Linked DNA regions of Rattus norvegicus: region 2 is linked to region 1. The links are chromatin contacts, called in public Hi-C maps. All regions are on one chromosome and are shown on one strand. Each heading gives the region's core, a stretch centred on a gene start, on an enhancer-like site or on the middle of the called end of the contact. The rest is flanking DNA. Distances are from core to core; before and after follow the strand shown. Region 1 overlaps Mturn (maturin, neural progenitor differentiation regulator homolog). Region 2 has its middle 66 kb from the start of Nod1.

Region 1 (5,392 bases), core at 1,440-3,939:
TGACGGCAGAAGGGGGGCCATGCCTGCTCTCTCCTCCACTGGTGCTCCCGTGTCAGTAAACCCAGGCGGAGGCTCCTGTCCCTAGAACAAACCTCTCGGGAGATGCCATGCGCGCCTTCTTGCATCCTCTCCAGAGATGCATAAAATGTTTTTACGTTAGAAACATTCCTCTGGCATACAAACAAGTTACTTTGGTCTGATGGCAGCTAGCATGACTTGAGAAAGTGAGGTCTTCTAGGTTTCATACAGAGTAGGTGTAGAACTTGCCGGGACGCTGGTAGCCTGTGGTCATTGGCAATGACCTTGAGCGTTTTCTGTTAGAAACCCACTCACCGCACTGCAAGGCTGAGTAGTTCCGAGCAGTCAAAAGTGTGCATCAGGCTACACAGGAACTAGCGTTCGGTTTGATTAGGACTGTGTTCCAGTTGTTCGGTATTAGGAGGGAAGCTAGCAGTGTGCTCTTCATAAACCACCTTTCCCCAGGTGTCCTTTTTGCTTCTCAAGGTTCTGTTTTAGTAAGAACCTTCTGAACTAGCAGAGACCAACACTCTGTACAAATGCTAGCCTTCTAAAAGGCACTGAAATAAATATTCAGTGCTGGGCAAATCGGAGCCCAGCTTTCCAGCCAGTACTTATTTGTGTAAAAGTGAGATTTCTCCAGAGAAGCAAATCGGAAGGAATAAAAACAAGGGGTTTTGTTGTTTGTTTCTAGGTTTTGTTTTGTTCTTGGATGGGGAGTTTTTCCTGTGTGATGCATGTGCTTTCTTTGAGTTTGTATTTCCTTTCAGAGAGCTCTCTTGTAAGTGACAAACTGTGAAATGGGTTGCCAAAAACTGTGTCCTTTGTTAGATGCTTCAAAGGGAACCGTGTAAATTCTCTCTTCACCTTGTCCATCTGCTTCCTCCTCCCTCCCATGAGAGCAAGGACCACATCCAAGGATGTAATTACCATACACTTGCAATTAAAGAGCCTTCCAGCCCTGGTGCCTTTTGTCTTCTTTACTCAGTCTGCAGATTTCGGTTACATCACTGTGTGTGATGTATAAATGAAGAGCCAGACTGTGGACACTGGGGCGGGAGGGAGCAGTTGCATCAAAGGTGGGTTGGAAGGTTAGGGGTTCACACATTTGGGAGCGTGTAACTGTCTGGCTAGTGTTCGGCAGTTCGGTCGCTCCCTTTCAACTAGTACTGGTTTCACAGGTGAGAATTCCTTTTTGCAGACCTAGTTAGGAATGCTTTGTGGTCCAATTAGAAATCCATATCCTTAACGACAGAATGCCGACAGAATGCTGTCTCTTCCACACCTTGCTCCCAGCTGCTTTTATTCAATAGACAAAGGCATGTCAGAAGGAGCTCTGAAAGTTGGCAGGAAGTTTCACTCTTTGTTTAAAGATCCATATTCTCGCTCCGAATGAGGGGGTCTGTAAGCTTCAAAATGGCTTCGCAGCCCCAGCTTGAGGCTGTGTGTGCCTGATATCATCGGAAGTCCTTGGTACCGATTCCAGGTCCAGAGAAAAGCATTCTAAGGCTCTCTGGTCAAAGACCGGCTCCAGAAGGGCCATGTAGACAGATTTCTATCATGAGAGAACTCCCATTTCTATGACTTGATCACGGGCTCGGCTCCTTTACGTGCAGGGACAGATCTCAGCATTACTCATCTCTCGCCGCCACCGCTAATCTCTGAAATCATCTGGCGAGAGGAGGGTTCTGGCCTAGACAGGTCCCTGACAGTCTGTGTGGCACTACACACACACACACACACACACACACACACACACACACACACACCATTCTTTTGATTTCTCATGGGTAAGAGTAAGCCCAGTGACCTTGTTTCTGATTTCCCTTGGGGGAGGAGCATCAGCAGAACACCTGTACAGCCCTCTGTAGAGGAGGGAGTGCTACAAGGTCCCATAAAGCAACAATGGTGACCTGCATGGTCATGCTTTTCTCAGGATCCCTTTCCCAAGTGAAGATCCACAGCTGTATATTAGCTCAAATGCTTGGAGGTTTCCTCCTGCCTTGCCACACACCCCTTCTCCTTATAGTAGATTGCAGGATTCAAACTACAGCCAAGAGGGAAGGATAGTGTTCCTTGCTTAGGGATATAGTAACCACTCTGGTTTCCATAGTGAAGTCAGGCAGGTGGGGTGGGTACCACAATATCCCCCAGGGCGCGCTGCACACGCATGGGTGGATTCACAACACGGGAAAAACAACCCACACTCCAGTATTTGGAGACTCCCAGGGCTGGGTGTCTAGCCCAGTGTCCTGCTGAGTTAGTCAACCAAAAATTCCTCCGTTTGTCAGGCTCAGCCATCTGGCAGTTTGGAAGCAGGGTTGAAACGCTTCTAGAACCAGCTGACACTTTTCCTTTTGATACCATAAGTGGCACAAAGCCCCTCTGAATCTCTAACCCATCTTTCCCCTTTTTGGAATAGAAAACAGTGCCGCTTTAAAACCAAGAACCAAAAAAAAAACAAAACAAAACAAACAAACAAACAAAAAAAAAACCTGGGCAAGCTGTGATTTGCAGCCAAAAAAGAAATGTGAAAAGAACCTAACATTTTATTTTCTAGGGAAACAACCCCAAAGCGGATGTCGATGCCAAAGTGAAGTGGATCCTCTGGGATGCCTTTTAATTGGAAGCCTCTAGAGGTCAGCACAGTATAAACAAAGGGCTTCCTAATGCTGAGGCCATACATCCCTCGGGGAGCAACCAACCAGGGTGGGGCAAAAGGCAGTTGGCACTGAGGGCACAAGACATGAAACTGTGATTCTTCAGAGCAGCCTGCTAATCTCTGACTCCAGTTATTTTCTGCCCTGTCTTTTCTGGTCTATCCTTGCAGCTCCCACACCCAGGTAAGTATCGAACCGTCCAGTGAATGACAGAGGGACAGCTGGAGCAGCAGCTGGGTTATACGTTACACTGGGCAGACTCAGGTCAGGACTCTTTCTGCTGCCGGGTAGCACTCGAGATTTGCTATGATGGTGTCTACACGGAACTGCTGCTGTCAGTGGTCTTGGAGGAGAACCTATGTCAGGTCCTTAGAGCCGGCCGGAGAGACAGATGAGGAGGGGTCAGATGGGAATGGGTGACTGCAAACTGCTGCACACCAGGACTCCAAGCCTAAGGCGCAGAACTTTAGGCAGGGATGTGTCAGGTTCCACAGGACATGGCCCCAGTCCTAAAGGGGGGTCTGGAGTCCCCCCCAGAAGCTTCCACAGGAAGGGAAAGTATTAAAACATTTTTCCCCTTTTCTGTTGTCTGTTTAACCTACACCACAGTCAAATGTCACTGAATATGGATGGCCCTTTGGTAGGGACTGGAATGCACCCAGGACACAAACATGGAGAAAAGCTGTTGATGGAAATGTCAAACTATTCCCCAGATTCTCCCCCCAATATAACGTTTTAACACTTTAGCTTAGCAATCTGATTTGATTCATTAAATTTCAAAATGGTGGGGTTTTGGTCCCAATGAGTATAGGCTACATGGTATAGTTCCAGAATAGCCTAGTGAATTTCCAGTCCTTTTTCTCATGAATTAAACAGTGCTAAGTGAGTAAACTCTAGCTGTATCTGCCTATTACATACTAAACCATTTTTGTTTCTGTTAAGAGAGAGGGAGAGAGAGAGAGAGAGAGAGAGAGAGAGAGAGAGAGAGAGAGAGCGAGCACAGCCTGGCCTTGGACACTTGATCTGTGACAGCTGTTACAGCCTAGGTTCCTTTTAACTTTGTTCCTTTTCTCACTAGTTTTTGGATAGGTAGGTATGTCCGTCTGTCTGTCTGTCTGTCTACTGTTTTTTTCAAGATGAGGAAACAGAGGGCGCTTTTCATCAGCCTCTCAGGGCCTGAGCACGGAATGGAATGTTGACAGTGTTTCACCTCTGCCTTGCCCTTGACCAGATTAGCCTGCTGCTGGACACCAGAAAAATGAATAAAGTTTCCAATATCCAGACCCTGGCACAGACAAGCAAGCAGCTGTAAGGAAGGGCATTGAAGCTGGTGCTTAGACCCGGTCAAGGCTGAGAAAAGAGCCTGCTTGCCTTCCTCTCGATCTTCCTCATAGTCCTTCCCCAGGACATGCCAGTGCTTTAATGTGCCTTTGCTCTTGATGATGGACTTTAACTCTAAATCCCCTGAAAATCTGGGCAGCAGAGATCTAACCCCTCAGTCAGACAAAGTACAGAAGCAGGAAAAAAAAACCTCTGTCCTTGGTCAGGTTCAGTGGAATTTAGCACTCACCTGTCTGACCTCACGGAGTGACCAGCCTCACCCAGGTGTAGTCCAGCAGGTCTTCTAGCACCTTGCTTCCACAGTGACAGGAGCACACATTTGTCATTTTAAGCCTCATTCATAGGCAGTGGTTAGGACACCATTTCAAACCACCTTCTTGTCACCTGCATGCATGGCGGCATGAGAGGTTCAGTGCTGCTGATACCCAGAAAGACTGTTGAGCTCAAATCTGCTTTTCTTTCCTCTGGGGCCAAGGACTTCCTGTTTAATGGCTATGGAGAATGTGCTAAACCCCCAGCAATGTTAGTCTGGCTCCTGAGATGGTGCACAGAGAGCCATGGAGACAGGAATATTCTTAGTACCATAAAGAGGGCTGGGTTTCTTGAGGAGATTGTATCACAAAGTTGCAAAGAAAGATTTCTTCTCTAGTTTTGACTCTGAATTCCCACAGAAATTTGGTCTTTTAGATCTTAGTTTCCTCTACTCAGAAAGGTTAAAGGGACACTTAACTGGGACTGTAACAGATCCTAAAATCAGAAACGTGCTAGGCATGGTAGATATGCCTATAAATCTCCACTGCTTAGGGGGCTGAGGCAGGAGGATCGCAACTCAAGGCCACACTGGGCTCTACAATGAGTAATGAGTTCAGAACCAACTTGGACAACTTAGTGAAACCCTAAGTCAAAGATTGGTGTGTGTGTGTGTGTGTGTGTGTGTGTGTGTGTGTGTGTGTGTGCGCGCGCGCATATGTACATACACACACATGCACACCAGTATGTATGTAGCTCTGTGGGTATCAGTTGCCTAGCACACAGGAGGCCCTAAGCCCGGTACCTAGTACTGAATAGTTCTTAAAAAAGAAAAAACAGTCACAGAGAATCAACTTTAGCACAGGCCACCCATAAGAGTGAATTGAGTGCTTGCTGAAATCAGAACTGGAACCCTAGTGACTGGAAATGACAGGACATTCAGTGACCCTCCCCCTGGCTCTGCAACAACACTGGGACACAGTACTCACCTGATCAGGTACGTCCCTGGGAAAGTTAGCCTTGGGTCTAGCTTTCACACCAGAATCACCCTTTCTCCATCCCCTTTGCACCCACCTTGCCAGACGGAGACTTCAGACAATGGGCCTCATGGCTGGGGTTTCTCC
Region 2 (5,392 bases), core at 827-3,326, 210 kb after region 1:
TAGAAATGTCCTTCTGTGTCCTGGTTAGCTTACATGTCACAGACTGTGCCTTAGTTGAGAAGAGGCCATGCCAAGATGTGAAGCAGACTATTCCGGGAGTGTGGGTAAGATTTATTACAGTAGCTATCGGCCAATTTCCTCTCCTGGGAGGCAGGAGAGTTCCTGGGGTAAGGCAGCTAGTGTCTGCAGATCGGGGTAGAGAGTCTCCAGAAGCAAGCACATGTTCTTCATAGTAAGAACATCACCACTATGTGTTCCCATGCTAGCGAGTTGTGCAAGAGTGGTTTCTAAAGAAGGGTTCTGTGAATTTGAGGTTAGGGTGCATTCTTGTTTCCTTTCTGTAGCTGTGAGAAGAAACCCAACAAAGGTGTCTTAGGAAAGAAGGGGTTTATTTCAACTTACAATTTCAGTTACAGCCAGTCACTGTGGGCAAGTCGAGGCAAGAACTTCAAACAGCTAGTTACATCACATCTATAGTCAAGAGCAGCCCCCAGGGCTAGGGTTCCAGGAATATGCAGCCGTGCCCCAACTTGTGTGCACACATGGGTGCTAGGGATCCCATCACCTTTCTGATCCATCTATACAGTTGATTATATTTTATGATTATTTGAAAAATATATAAGATTTTTAATGTTTATTTGTATATCATCCCTCAATTAATCACTCTATTATGTTTTATAATCTATCATCTTATTCCTTATAAATATCATTCATCCCTTTTGACTTTTTTTTTTTTAAGATCTATTTATTCTATATATGTGAGTACACTGTTGCTGTCTTCAGACACACCAGAAGAGGGTATCAGATCCCATTACAGATGGTTGCGAGCCACCATGTGGTTGCTGGGAATCAGGACCTCTGGAAGAGCATTTAGTGCTCTTAACCACTAAGCCATCTACATAAGAAGGGTGTACAAAGTTAACCTATTAACAAAGCATGTGAGGTGGAGTAGATCAGGATCCCTCTTTGAACATGTGAGGATAGGGTGTAGCCTCTCTTTACACCTATAAGGAAGGTAGATCAGTTGTCCCTCTTTGAAAAATACAGTTGGGATGGAGACAAAAACCCTGCATGATGGTCACTACAGATGGAACCAACCTGACCAGATGGCTAGAACTTAAAGCATCTGTCCCACTGCACAGAATGAGGCAAAGCTTCACTTTCTCTTGATAACACTACAGGTGTGCACAGTTTGTAACCTGCTGTATGAATCGGTAGCATCGAAGGAAGTAAGGCCAGGGGAAAGACGGAGAGAATGTTAGAAAAGAAAGTATACCTAAAAATTGAAAATCAGTTAAGATACAAGAGTATAATTTAAGTATTAAGGTTGATTGGCAAGGATATGAAAAAGGCCTACTTGAGATGATTAATTCTAAACACACACACACAATCATAATACTAAGTACTATGTCATAGTCAAGAAATTCATACTTCCCATGTCCCTGATCTTTCTTTTCTAACATTCTAGCCATCTGGTCAGGTTGGGTCCATCTGTAGTGACCATCATGAAGGGTTTTTGTCTCCATCCCAAACAGGTGGGTCCATAGATTTTTCTGTGACCAGTTCTCCCTGGCCTCTGCCAGATCTGTAGTACTTAATGAAAAATACTGCCATATAGCCTGCCTTTTTTGGATGGTAGCCATAGGAGAGATGTGTGTTCCAGCAATCAGTACCCTTGGAACAGGTATAGTGGGTTCCTCAGCCCTGTCAAGGTCCTAATTTCTGTGGATTATGCCACCAGTATGAAGCCTCCTTGGGGTGCATGTTTCTTTCAAGGGTTATTCATCCTTAATGTGTTTGGACTACTTCAATTACCCTTTAGTGGAGTAACAGAGTACTCTGAAATTTTAGTGCCTTCAAACCACAACCCGTCTTAATTAACTTCTGATTATGTAGGTCAGGAATCTGGGCTCTCACATATGCTTGTTCGTGCAGTTACAACCAGCAGGTGGATCCCATGGAGTCTAGCTGGCCAGTAGTTCCTTGGCAGGTGCTGGCAGCGGCTGGACCACGTGCTTCCAGCTTGCTTGCCTGAGCTCGTTCATGTGAGAGTGGAAGTGTTCCCAGGAGCAAGAGAGGACAAGTCCTGCTCTGCAAATACTTTCGGAGCTGCTCTGGCTTAGTGCACACCACTGCTCCACAGCCCTGACACATCACATAGGCTAGAGGGACACAGGATTTATGGGGCCATTTCCTGCTACAATCTATTGTGTGTGTGACAAGTATACAGAGTAGGCACTTGGTTCATATTTGCATAACTGCTTAATTGCATATTCAGTCATAAAGTCCAGCTGGGAGGCTGCTTTCATAACCTCCTGAATCAATTGAAAATGTTTCGGAAGGAGGGTGGGAGTGGGTAAGTACTACATCACAGCCACAGTCTTATACTTACACATGCCATGTACAGGAGTTTCACTGTATAGCCCAGGTCTGGTCTTGAAATTTTGATTCAAATTCAGCCTTCAAATAGATGGGGTTGTAGATGTATATACCTCAGTGTCCCACTTCTGAATCAACTGAACCAGTATTGGGCATAATAAAAGTCTAATTATTTTTAATTACTTTTTGGGTCTGGATATGAGACTAAGATATTTATCAATTATTATGGTTGGGATGTGGCTTTTCTCCCAGGGGCTCGTATGTAGAAGATAGAGCTGTCAGGCAGCGTGGGACCTGTAAGAGGTGAGGCCCATGTGGAGATCCATAGGTCACTGGGACACACCCTTGGAAAGGATTGGGATAGATCTCACTGTATTCCTGAGTTATTTCTCAAAAGAAGGTTATAAAATTGAGTATGAAGGTTCATGCCTGAGGTTCAGAAGTGGAGTCAGGAAAGTCTAGAGTTCAAGGTCATTCTCAACTACAGTAGGAGCTTTAGGCCAGCCTGGGATAGTTGAGAGCCTATTTCAAGTGAGCAAAACCTTGCAATAAAAGAGCCTGGCTATCGGGAAGTAATGGAAACTTAGCAGGAACAATGTAGTTTAAAAAAAAGATAGGTCTTTGCTATATCATGTACCCCTTTCCCCTCCTCTGTCACCAGAAGGTGAGCAGCTGCATTCATTTTCTGCATCATGTGCCCAGAAACATCAAGGCTCCAGGACCATGAATTGCAATTGTGAACCAAAATAAACCTTCCATCCTCTGCTTGGTCCTTTGTCACAGCTATGAAAGTTAACACAAGAGGACATGAAAATAGATTTGGCCTGATGTCTCTGCCTCCACATACCTAATGAGAGCTTTCTCAGACAGCCAGTTCCTGTTCTGACATATGAATTGTCTGACAGGGGTACTGTCTTAGCCGGGGCTTCTACTGGTGTGGTGAAACACCGTGACCAAAATGCAAGCTGGAGAGGAGAGAATTTATCTGGCTTACACTTCCATATTGAAGTTATCATCAAAGGAAGTCAGAACAGGAACTCAATTAGGGCAGGAGCCCGAAGGCAGGAGCTGATGCAGAGGCCATGGAGGGATGCTGCTATGGCTCGCTTACAGCCTGATCTCATGGAGGCATTTTCTCAGTTAAGGTTTCTTCCACTCAGATAACTCTAGTTGGTATGTCAGGTTGACAAAAGAAGAGCCAAAACAGGCATTGCCACGAGACACTTGCATTATTTTTTTTTATTGGAAATCAATATTTTTCAGGCAATAAAGTCTAAGAAAAGTTTTTTTTTTAAAAAAATTAGAATAGGACAAAACAAAACAAGAGCCAAGGTAAAGAACAAGAAACCCATATAGATGTGGAGACACATTTGCACACATAGAAACCCCATAACACTCCCCCAACTAAGAAACTATAATATATATGCAAAGAACCTGTAAAATAGGGTAAGGAATAAATACCCTGACTTAACATTATGAGGCAAAGAATCTCAAAGATGCCATTGAGTTTGCTTTCTGTCAACCATCTACTGCAGGGCATGGGGGCTACCCTTAAGAGGCAAGAATCCCACAGAGAAAATCAACTTTTCATTTGCAAATGGCTATCAGTTGGAGATGGCCTCTGGGTTAGGGATGGGGACATGTGTCTGCTTCTTTCAGCCTAGGACTCCTTCTGGTGCAGACCTGTGTAGGTCCTGGCCATGCTGCCTCAGTCTGTGAATTCACAGTTGCACCAGCCCTGTTGTGCCTAGAAGGCCTTGATTCCTTGGCTTCCTCCATGCCTCTGCCTCTGACACTCTTTCTGCCTCTTCTTCCACAGAGTTCACTGAGCCCTGAGGGGAGGGATTCGATGGAGACATCCCTTTTAGGGATGAGCGCTCCGAGGTCTCTCATTCTCGGCATGTTGTCAAGTTGTAGGTCTCTATTTGTTTTGTCTGCTGCAGGAGGAAGCTTCTCTGATGAAGGCTGTGCAAAGCACTGATCTACAATGTAATAGAATGTCATTAGGAAGCCTTTTTTACTACGTTCCTTTAGCAGAACAGTAGCATTTGGTTTTCCCCTGGGTCCATGGCCTATCTAGGCTTAGGTTCTTGGCCACCCAAGCAGTTTTGGGTATGGGTTCCACCTCATGGAACAGGCTTTGACACGAATCACATATTGGTTACTTCCAGTAGTTTATTGTCACTATTGTACCTGTACCAGCACATCTTGCAGGCAAGTCACTCTTATAGATTGAAGGGTTGGTGTTTACCTTTCTCCTTTAGTAGCGGGCAGAGTACCCGCCAGCATTAGGAATACTAGTCTGCAGGGTTGAAGGTTCTGGAGAGGCACCAGCTCAACTTCTTTGCTCTGTCAATGAGTTCTATAAGTGTTGTCTTCAGCAATAGAGTCTTACCATCAGTTTGTGGAGCCACCAGTAGCCTTGGTAATAACTTGAGTTGTTTGGGAGACCCTTCTGGCCAACAATTCTATTAGGTGTAACCTATTTCCAGTACTGGAAGCTTTATTTGGTGATGAGATGCCCAGCTGGGACTCTGTCTCCCCATTATTTGGTGACTTCACTTAGATCCCCTTCATATATCTCTATATTACAGGAATCTTCTACTGTATTAGGGTTCTACACAGCCCCTCAAGTGGCCCTTAGCGTTAGCTGTTCCTCCCTGTATTCCCTCTCTTGTCCCCCTCTTCACTCTCCCTCTCTGTTTGATCCTCCCATTTCAATGCCCCCCTCCATTAATATCCACCTCTTCTATTTCTCCTTTCTAGGGAGAGCCATCCCTCTCCCTAGTCTCTTACCACCTAACCTCTGTGACTTTGTGGATTGTCCCTTGCTTGTCAATGACTTGACAGTGAACATCCACACATAAGTGAATTTGTACCACATTTGTCTTTCTAGGTCTGAAACTACGGCTTCTTCTAGTTCCATTCATGTACCTGCAAACTTCATTATATCATTCTTTTTAATGGGTGAGTCAAATTCCACAGTATACACATCCCACATTCGTTTTATCTG

The links. Hi-C and Micro-C count contacts between places; a contact is called where the count stands out from the background.
Region 2: a Hi-C map of psoas muscle shows a contact between it and region 1, with 2.6 times the contacts expected there. The contact joins two enhancer-like sites. A contact is called at or near these places in 7 of 12 Hi-C or Micro-C datasets (the A7r5 cell line, the Rat2 cell line, Schwann cells and 3 more).

The regions. Positions count from the first base shown.
Region 1 is chr4:85,157,807-85,163,198 of GRCr8, forward strand. It overlaps Mturn (maturin, neural progenitor differentiation regulator homolog), which reads left to right. Exons shown (of 3, transcript NM_001007645.2): 3 at 1-984. Among named protein-coding and RNA genes, the nearest start is that of Mturn, 23 kb to the left of the region's middle. Within about 2 kb of position 2,690, at least 6 of the 93 cell types and tissues checked have an H3K27ac peak or open chromatin away from gene starts, as enhancers often do.
Region 2 is chr4:85,372,620-85,378,011 of GRCr8, forward strand. No RefSeq gene overlaps it. Among named protein-coding and RNA genes, the nearest start is that of Nod1, 66 kb to the right of the region's middle. Within about 2 kb of position 2,077, at least 11 of the 93 cell types and tissues checked have an H3K27ac peak or open chromatin away from gene starts, as enhancers often do.